Linked DNA regions of Mus musculus: regions 1 and 2 are each linked to region 3. Evidence: chromatin contacts called from public promoter capture Hi-C data. All regions are on one chromosome and are shown on one strand. Each heading gives the region's core, a stretch centred on a gene start, on an enhancer-like site or on the middle of the called end of the contact. The rest is flanking DNA. Distances are from core to core; before and after follow the strand shown. Region 1 has its middle 13 kb from the start of 2610300M13Rik. Region 2 holds the start of Ndnf (neuron-derived neurotrophic factor). Region 3 has its middle 3.8 kb from the start of Gm23625.

Evidence for each region. Promoter capture Hi-C pulls out the DNA fragments that hold promoters and counts their contacts.
Region 1: a promoter capture Hi-C map of second pharyngeal arch cranial neural crest shows a contact between it and region 3. The contact joins two enhancer-like sites. A contact is called at or near these places in 2 of 39 promoter capture datasets (cranial neural crest and second pharyngeal arch cranial neural crest).
Region 2: a promoter capture Hi-C map of second pharyngeal arch cranial neural crest shows a contact between it and region 3, with 2.4 times the contacts expected there. The contact joins the promoter of Ndnf here to the enhancer-like site in region 3. A contact is called at or near these places in 6 of 39 promoter capture datasets (the 3T3-L1 cell line, cranial neural crest, embryonic stem cells and 3 more), 1 of 484 Hi-C or Micro-C datasets (cranial neural crest), 2 of 115 datasets of contacts at active chromatin or transcription factors (bone marrow-derived macrophages and embryonic stem cells) and 1 of 9 other capture datasets (embryonic stem cells).

What each region holds. Positions count from the first base shown.
Region 1 is chr6:66,478,221-66,481,154 of GRCm38.p6, forward strand. No RefSeq gene overlaps it. Among named protein-coding and RNA genes, the nearest start is that of 2610300M13Rik, 13 kb to the left of the region's middle. Within about 2 kb of position 1,646, at least 7 of the 459 cell types and tissues checked have an H3K27ac peak or open chromatin away from gene starts, as enhancers often do. A contact at or near this core is called in second pharyngeal arch cranial neural crest, where this site is marked.
Region 2 is chr6:65,670,303-65,673,002 of GRCm38.p6, forward strand. Ndnf (neuron-derived neurotrophic factor) reads left to right here and starts at 1,309. Exons shown (of 4, transcript NM_172399.3): 1 at 1,309-1,799. Gm36144 (a long non-coding RNA gene) reads right to left here and starts at 945. Exons shown (of 2, transcript XR_869148.1): 1 at 557-945.
Region 3 is chr6:65,984,594-65,987,384 of GRCm38.p6, forward strand. No RefSeq gene overlaps it. Among named protein-coding and RNA genes, the nearest start is that of Gm23625, 3.8 kb to the right of the region's middle. Within about 2 kb of position 1,343, at least 2 of the 459 cell types and tissues checked have an H3K27ac peak or open chromatin away from gene starts, as enhancers often do. A contact at or near this core is called in second pharyngeal arch cranial neural crest, where this site is marked.

The DNA.
Region 1 (2,934 bases), core at 396-2,895, 490 kb after region 3:
CCTTGGCCTCTCTCCACCATGACATGCTAACGTTGTGTCTGAGAAGTTTTCCTATACCTTCTCTCAGCAGGAAAAAGCTGCCCATCATGAGTTGAGCAGGAGGCTAGTTCATCAGAGAGAATCTGGCCAATACCTACATTTCTCTGCTATCCCAGGCTGGAATCTTGTTTGTGGTTCACACGGTGAAGAACCCTGACTCTTCTCTTGTTACTGAGGCTCCCACTTATCTTTGATTTATGACAAATGACTTGGTCATCAATAAATCTTCACAGTTTTGGCAACTATCATATAATTCTGTCAACACTTAAAGGCAGAGCTTGAAATGACCAGGAAGAGCCAGCCTGCAGGTCAAAGAGTCGGCTCCTCAAGAGAAAGAAAAGTAAACAAAGATTTTCTCATCTGTTCTTCACATACACTTTGGAGACAGAAGCTGAATCAATCCCAGGTTTCTGGGTCTCTGGAAACTTGAATCAATCCTAGGTTCCTGGGAAGCGCCCCAGACCCAACCCTTACTCCTGGAAAACAAAAGGTGTATTAAGTCAGGCCATAGAAAGCCACATAACAGGTTCCCCTAGAGATTAAGGCAGTGCCAACAGCAACTACATGAAGGAAATTGCTAAGTATGCTGACTGTGGGTTCAAAGTGAGGCCAGGAAAATGAGATAGGGAAAGAAAGAAGAGTGTCGCTGCAAGAATCATGTTCCTGAGTTTAGACTATCCATGCTATTCAGAAAACTAAAAATATAAACACAAAGGTAGATTACAAAGACCCCTCTCCCAAGAGACAACTGATGCCAGAAAAAGCCTTTGTAACATCTGAAAGGAGGAGACCCCTGAGAGATGCAAGAAGCCACACTACTAGGTGGTTCATGACCCTGGAGGTGGAAGAAAGCAAACCATTAGACAAATAAATAAATCTAGAAATATTCTAAATTAAAAGATAAGAACAATCAATAAAGAGTGAAACTTAAAATGTTTGACCAATGATTATCACCCCAGATATTCAAGTACAAAGCCTAGAGATTAATTAGCTAGTCACCCCGTATAGAAGCAAAAGGAGAAAAATGTGTATACACACATGCACACATGCAATTGAAGACAGTAAAATACAGAAGGGAAGAAACAAGCTTTGTCGCTAGAAGGACCTTGGTTTAAATCTGGCCTTTGCCACTTCCTAGCCATGTAACATGTGCAGGTCTGTTAAATCCTTTGGTAAAAAAACAGAGCAATATTCCTGAATGAAAATATCCTTAACTCATGAGGTAATTTCAAAATCGGCTGGCATAACTGTGGTAGGCATGAATTCTTAATGGTTTCAACAACAACAACAAAAAACACTTTTAAATGAATTTCTAATTATATTTGTTAATGATTTAATTGAATAGTATTCTGAACAAGTTCCGTTGTACCAAAGCCTCTAGGCTCATTGACAAAATTTCTCACATATATAACATCCATGTGGAGTCTTCAAAAGCATTCCAATAAGCCTCTCACATCATCCATCAGTTACTTTGAAAATAAGCAGACCTCTTTAGAGTGACATCTCACCGGTTCCCTGGTCACCTTTGATCTTTATCTGGGATCCATCCACCAGAGTAACTATAGCACTCTAGGGTCTTCTCAAGTAACAGCCTAGCGTGCCGAGAAAACTCTAACTTTTCTATCTTTCCAAATACACTGTTAAGTGTATTCCTTCATTGTTTTGGTGCAGTTAGCAGGAGGGGGAAGTATATAAAAATGCGTGTGCACATACACATGGTACACATGAGCCATTTAATGTAACAAAGATGTAATTCTACTCTGCCCTCAAAACTTCATTGCTTAGTTAGCATGTTGACTGAGCAAATAATTTTAATAACTCTGATTTTTATTTCTTCTATCCAACTAAAAATCATTATAACATCTACTTTACAAGATTTTTCTCAGGATTGCGTGGATAACATGTTAGAGAGCACTTGGCATACTGTTCATAATACTTACTCAATAAAACCATGCCTACTGTGCAATGTAGCATTTAATATGTCACAGTTTCAAGGACTTAATCAAAAATTAAAGTTGAGGGCTGAAGAGATAGTTCACAAGTTAAGAGTAATTTCTGCTCTTGCAAAGACTCTGAGTACAAGATTGCAGCATCCACATGGTGGCTCACAGATGTGTGAAACTCCAGCTTCAGAGGATCCAAGCCCTCTAGTGGACCCCATGGGCATACCACTCAGATGTGCTTAGACACGTGCTTAGGAACACAGCATATATAGTAAGTGTAGTTTTGCTACTGTTATGAATCCCAAATGTCTGATATACAGGATGTCTAATATTTGATCCATGTGAAAGGGTCATTTGATTCTCCCATAGGAGTCCTGGAGAGATAGCTCAGAACGAAAAAGATAAACAAATAAATAAAAATAGGTAAACTAAAAGATAAATAAACATTCACATTTACTTTCTTCATGCAAATCTTTATATCACTTACTATTATGATCCACATCTGGTAAAAACCAAGAACCTAAGAGGTTAAACAACTCGCCTATAGTCCTACAATTAAAAGCAGAACTACAAGTTCCACTCCAGTGTTTCTACAACTAAACACTATACTTTATATTAAAATTGCCCTGAAATTTTTAGAAAAGAAAAAAGCAGTTTTAATTTTTTTGTCTTTGGACCTAGAGAAATGGCTTACCAGCTGAAAGCACTGACTGCTCATCCAGGGTTCAATCCTCAGTACCACATGGTAGTTCACAACCATCGTGATTTGAATTCTGGGGGCTATGACTCCATTTTCAGGCCTCCACAGGTTTTTCATGCACACAGTACACAAACAGACATGCAGGCTAAATGAAATTTTTTTTGAAAAAAAAAATCCTGCGATTGGCAATGAAATATTTATCAGCTTAAGTCAATTGCTGAGCAGAAAGTACATGGTTTCAGAGAGTTGTAA
Region 2 (2,700 bases), core at 59-2,558, 310 kb before region 3:
CAGAGTTCTGCACTGAAATCTGTATCCCAGCACCTTCTAAGCCTTTTATGGCGTTTACTAAACTATGTCACAGCATGGAAGCATTTAACAAACCCACCTAGAGTAGTAGTGGACCCCCTAGCAGCAGAACTTTGGAAAGTGGGCTGAACTGCTGTCTGCAAGATGCTTGCTTTTCAAAGGCATTTAACAGAAAGCTTATAGTTATAAATGAGGGTTCGATAAGGTTGAATTTCATCTTATCTTTGCTTTGGTGACAATGGAAGTAGATAAGTGTTTTCATGTTTTCAATACAGACACTATTAATGAATCCTGTGTAGTATATTCTTAGAACTTGATTCCCTAAAAGCCAGAGTCTGAAGAAAGAAAGAAAGAAAGAAAGAAAGAAAGAAAGGAAGGAAGGAAGGAAGGAAGGAAGGAAGGAAGGAAGGAAGGAAGGAAGGGAAAAGAGACTTGCTAGTCTAGATTCTCAGTCACGAAAATGAGATTTCTAAATATTACTCCATACCCATACACACACCCAGGCTCAGGCCAGGTTGCTAATTAAGCAAGTTCTTACCATAATTACCTAGTCAGCCTTAATGGATTTCCAAGTTTTGCTGGGCCTCACTGGTCCTGTAGGGTCATTTTTTTTTCAATTGTTAAAACAGCTGCTGAGTTTCAAGCCCCAGAGGCTGAATTTGCAGAGGCAAACGCTCCAGAGTGAAGGCTGGGGCAGGCGGTCTGCGAGAGTCGCCTTCTACGCTTGCTTGCTCGCTCGCTCGCTTCCTCCAACCTCCAGTCTTCCAACTGAACACTCCAGATCACTAACCAAGCTCAGAGTTCCTCTCCATTGTGCTCCCCGGCTTCTGGACACTGAGATGGTCCCCCGTGCGCGTCTAGTCGTGCATCATTGTTGGGGGTCTCAAAGGCGCCCTCCCACCCCTCTCCCCATCCCCGGTGGCAGGGACCTAAAGAAAGCAATGTGTCCTGTGACACCACCCCCCACCCCCCCAACCCCCACCAGACTGCAACCCCACGAGGGTCTTGTGTGAGGAGTACTTGGTCGTTGGACCGGAATGTATGCGCGAGAGAGGCAGCAAAGGAACGTGTGTGTGTGTGTGTGTGTGTGTGTGTGTGTGTATGTGTGTGTGCGTGCGTGTGTGTGTGTGTGTGTGTGTGTGTGTGTGTTGCACGCTGGCGCGCAGCGGGAGAGAGGGCGCGAGGCACGAAGGGGGAGCGGCGGGCAGAGGAAGGCGGGGCAGCGGGCAGCGGCGGGCGGGCTGGGAGGGGCAGAGGCTCAAGCTCTGCAGTGACACCAGGAGCCAGCGCACACTCCTTGCCCGGAGCGGCGAGAGAGCAGAGCTTAGCGAGCCGCGTATGAGCCGCCGCCTCTGTGGCTGGTGCACGGGGCTCTGTCTCTGCAGCCCGCGCCGGCGTTTAGCGAGCCAGTCGTCCGGCAGTGCCAGCTCCACGGGCGCGTTCAGTATCCTCCCGCCACCCAGCGCCCGCACTGACCAGCGCTGTCCTGAGACCCCCGGGCCGGCGCCGCCGTCTGCGCCACTTCGCAGCAACTTCTGCGGCTGCGTGTCGCCGGCCTTCTGCTTGTGTTGGAAGTTTGCAGCGCCCGCCACAAAGTTGGGACACTTGGGCATTACATTTGCCCTAGCGTGCACGTCCCCTCGGTTCGTGGATCCTGGTATTTGACATCTTGGTAGGATCCCCGGACCTGGGCTTTTTCCGCACCACACACCCCCCGGGAAGAAGAAAAAAAAAACCAACCAAACTTTCTTCTTCCCACTAGAAAAAACAAATTCTTTAAGGTAAGGAGCAAGATCGAATCTCACCTCCCCGGGCGCCTTCTTGCGCCGGTGCGGACCTGGCCCGACTGCATTTGCATCTAAGGGCTGGTTTATGGTCGGGGTTGAGGTGCATCCTCACACAGGGAAAGGAGCGACCAGAGACTCTCTAGAACACGGACGTGGGCAGCTCTCACTGAGTTGGTCGGTCTGTGGCTGGGTCTCTGATGTATTTGGTGGGCAGACAGCGGCAGTGCTGGGGAGGTGGACACGCTGCATCGGGCTGGAGTGGAACCCCGGAACCGCCCGCTTTATCCTAGCCCTGACTAGACACTGACTTTGGCCGGTTGGCGGTGGGCTCTTGCTTCTCTCCCCGGGTTCAAAGTCCTCCATATGTGCTAGTTCTGCGGGACTGGGTGTTGGGGCGGGAGGTGTTCGGGGGCACTAGCGTGGGTCTGCGAAGCTTACAGGACTCGCGGAGTGGAGCACGGAGGTGGGCTCCATGCAGACGGTGGCTGCTCGGCGGTGGAAGGAATCTTCTGGGACTAGCCCAGCGACCCCGCGCTTTCTCCTCATTTGTCCTCTGCCACGCAGACCAGCATCCTTAGAGAAACTTCCCTAAGCTGGGTGGTCTAGGTCCCGCTCATACTTTCCGAAGCTTAGCAGAGTAGCTACGGAGGTCCGGACACCCTCCTTCCACCACAGCGGCCACCCTGTGTGGTGACCTCTCCAGTGTGTGTGTGCCGGCCGGAGCTCTCTAGTCCGAGCCACCTTTCTCCTTGTCGCGCGGGCAGGGAGCCTGCGGAGTTAAAGCGCTAGCTTACAGACCCGCTCCGCTCTTCCCTGGCGGGCGCTTCGCAACTGTGATTTGGTGTGCTCTTTCATTTTGTCGCTCGAGCTTCATTCTCAAACTCTCTTCCCCGTC
Region 3 (2,791 bases), core at 93-2,592:
CTTTTCTGGAGATATCCAGATTTCCAGACATGCTATTTTCAAAAAGCACTTGAGACTCATCACTCCAGATAGTGTGACTGCTCTAAGAAAAGTGGTACCTAGACTTAATTTCAGGAAAATCACAAGGGTTCAGGCTGTTCATTGCATTGCTAATTATTTTATTTTTAATAGTTCTATAATAACACAATTTGGTGATAATGATATTGACAGTCTGTTTATATTATATATGGTCAATATTATTTTAACATGACAATTGTAAACTATAGTTGCAAATTCCTGGGCCTTCCTCACTTCAATGGGTAGGGCCTGCATTATTCTCCTTGAATCTTGACTTGTTAATAACAAGTCTAATGCAGCTAGATTAATATATTATTTTTACACTGTGTCTGGAACAAACTTGCAGAACTTCGGTGCTTTAAAATAACATGAATTCGTTAGCTTAAAGTTCACCCTTTCAGAGTTCAAATTACTTTTCCTGGGCTAACCTCAGTATTCCTCCTGGAAGACGGAAGGTGAAGCAGCGTCCATGGTTTGTTGCTTCTAGGGGTCTTTCTTCCTTGTTATGTCGTTCTTCCTACTTTGTTCGGTTTGCCCCTCTGATCTCTGCTTCCATTTCACTTTCCTCTGCTGTCTCTGGTCTCTTGCCTTTTTCTCATTAGAACCTTTGTGATCATATCAGCACTCCTATAATTAACTCAAAGCAATCTCCCCATGCCAAGGGCCTTCTTTAATCATATCGGTAGATTTGGCCTTGCAATATTAAAGCAATATATTCATCACAGATCTTCTGGCTTGAAGGGGTCTGGTAGCCAGCCTAGCTGAGTTGGAAAACGTTATACAGATTTGCACGCTCTGCGTGATTTTCTCACAGAAGGATGATATTGAGCTTAAAAAGCTACTGAAGTGTGTTACAGACAGCAGCTCACCTGAGCTGTGAGTTGACTGTCAGGACCAATTACATGTGTGAGGAAGCCATTTCAGATGTCCATCCTAGCAGCTTCAATCTCCCTCAGTCTATCTCTGACTGCCCCTGCAAGCTGTCAAAAGGGTTAAAATAGTAAGAAATATGCTTTGAACCCAGTGCAACTTTTCGCATTACTGTACAAAAGAAACACAGATTCACCTGATTCTCTTTGGACTCTTGATCTGACCGCTATGCTTGCAAAGAAGCCCATACTAGCTTGCATGAAGAGATCACAGCAGGAAGTCATGTGTAAATGTTTAAGCTGACATCTCAGATGTAATTTCAGTCAGCACTAATCACTCAGTTTGGGAGTGAAGACTCTTCCACATGATTCTAAGTCTCCCCCCTCCCAGCCTTTACATCTTCCCAGTGGGGCCTGAGAGTTTGTGGGTCAGAAGCTAGGCAGCCCTCCTTGGTCCTGTATAAACAGCTTTCCACAGAATCCAAGGGCCTTACAAAACAGCCATCTTATTACACTAAGTTTGGAGGTAATTTTGTACGAGGAGTAGTTGTTACTCATAGAAAATCAACCCCAAAAGTCAAGAGTATAAAAGAAACTTTTCTCAGTAGATTTTTCTCATGCATGTGAGAATAATTAAGAAAATCACGGGCAAATGTATTATTTCTTTGTTATAAAAACAATACTTCATTCAGTTTGTCATTGAATGCTGTCATTTTAAAATTTTGTGCTTAATATTGAAAGCTATAGAATTCAGGGTGTAATATATGCATTGAAGTTAATATTTTATGACCACTATTTATATACGAAAATAAGTTATAGCAGTCAGTCCAAGAATACTGTAACATACAACTTACTTTTTTCTATTTATCATGTCTTATAACACTGGGTCACATTTTCTCCAAAATTGAATAAGAAATTGTATTTTATACCACGATTGACATTTTTAAGAAATTAAGAGTGGATTAGGCCACAAAAATTTCAAATATTAGCATTTATATTTCTTTCTGATATACACACACTAAAATTTGTTTCTCATAAATATTAGAACTTGAAAGGAGATATTTCCCTCCGTAGTTCTTTTTGATCTTTGCAAGGGGAAACTCAAGGCTTGCCTTTCATGGTCTTTTCTTTTGAATACCACAGGCCATTTCCAAACATCACCAAAAAGCTTTACAAAACTTGTTTATTTCCAGACATGAACATTAACTTGATACCAATACCACTAATACATCGAAAAAGCATATAAATGTGTGTAGTATTTATTACAAAGAGCAACATTTCTTAGCATTATGATAAAATAAATGGTAATACCATTAGTCTAAATTTTGTTTCAATGTTCAGTACTAACTCCATTATGTAATAGACACATTTTAAAGTATTCATCATCATTATTATGTGTGTTGACATGTGCACATATATGCACACATGCCATGGTTTATGTAGAGATCAGAGGATACTTGTGTGAAGTCACATTTATGTGGGTTCTTTGAATTTAACCTAGATTTTCAGGTCTGTCATTTTTACTAACAGGCCTTATTTGGCAGTTTCTAATTCAGTGTTAATATGCTATTCCCCTTTACCCTCTTAACTCACTAGTCCAATGGAACATCTGCTATCAATTAAATGTAATTGACATATGTGTAGCAGAGCTAAGAAGAAAACCCCACCCCATTTCTGCAGTAAAACAACAGAGTGTGTTGTAGATATTGTTTATTACTCTCATCTTTAATGAACAAAAAATGTAGGACAGCTAAAAATCTGTTTGACAAAATCCTACTTGTTAAACATTGACACCTTCACTGAACTTTCAGTATGAAAATTTAATTTTATGTTTTATATATATATATATATATATATATATATGC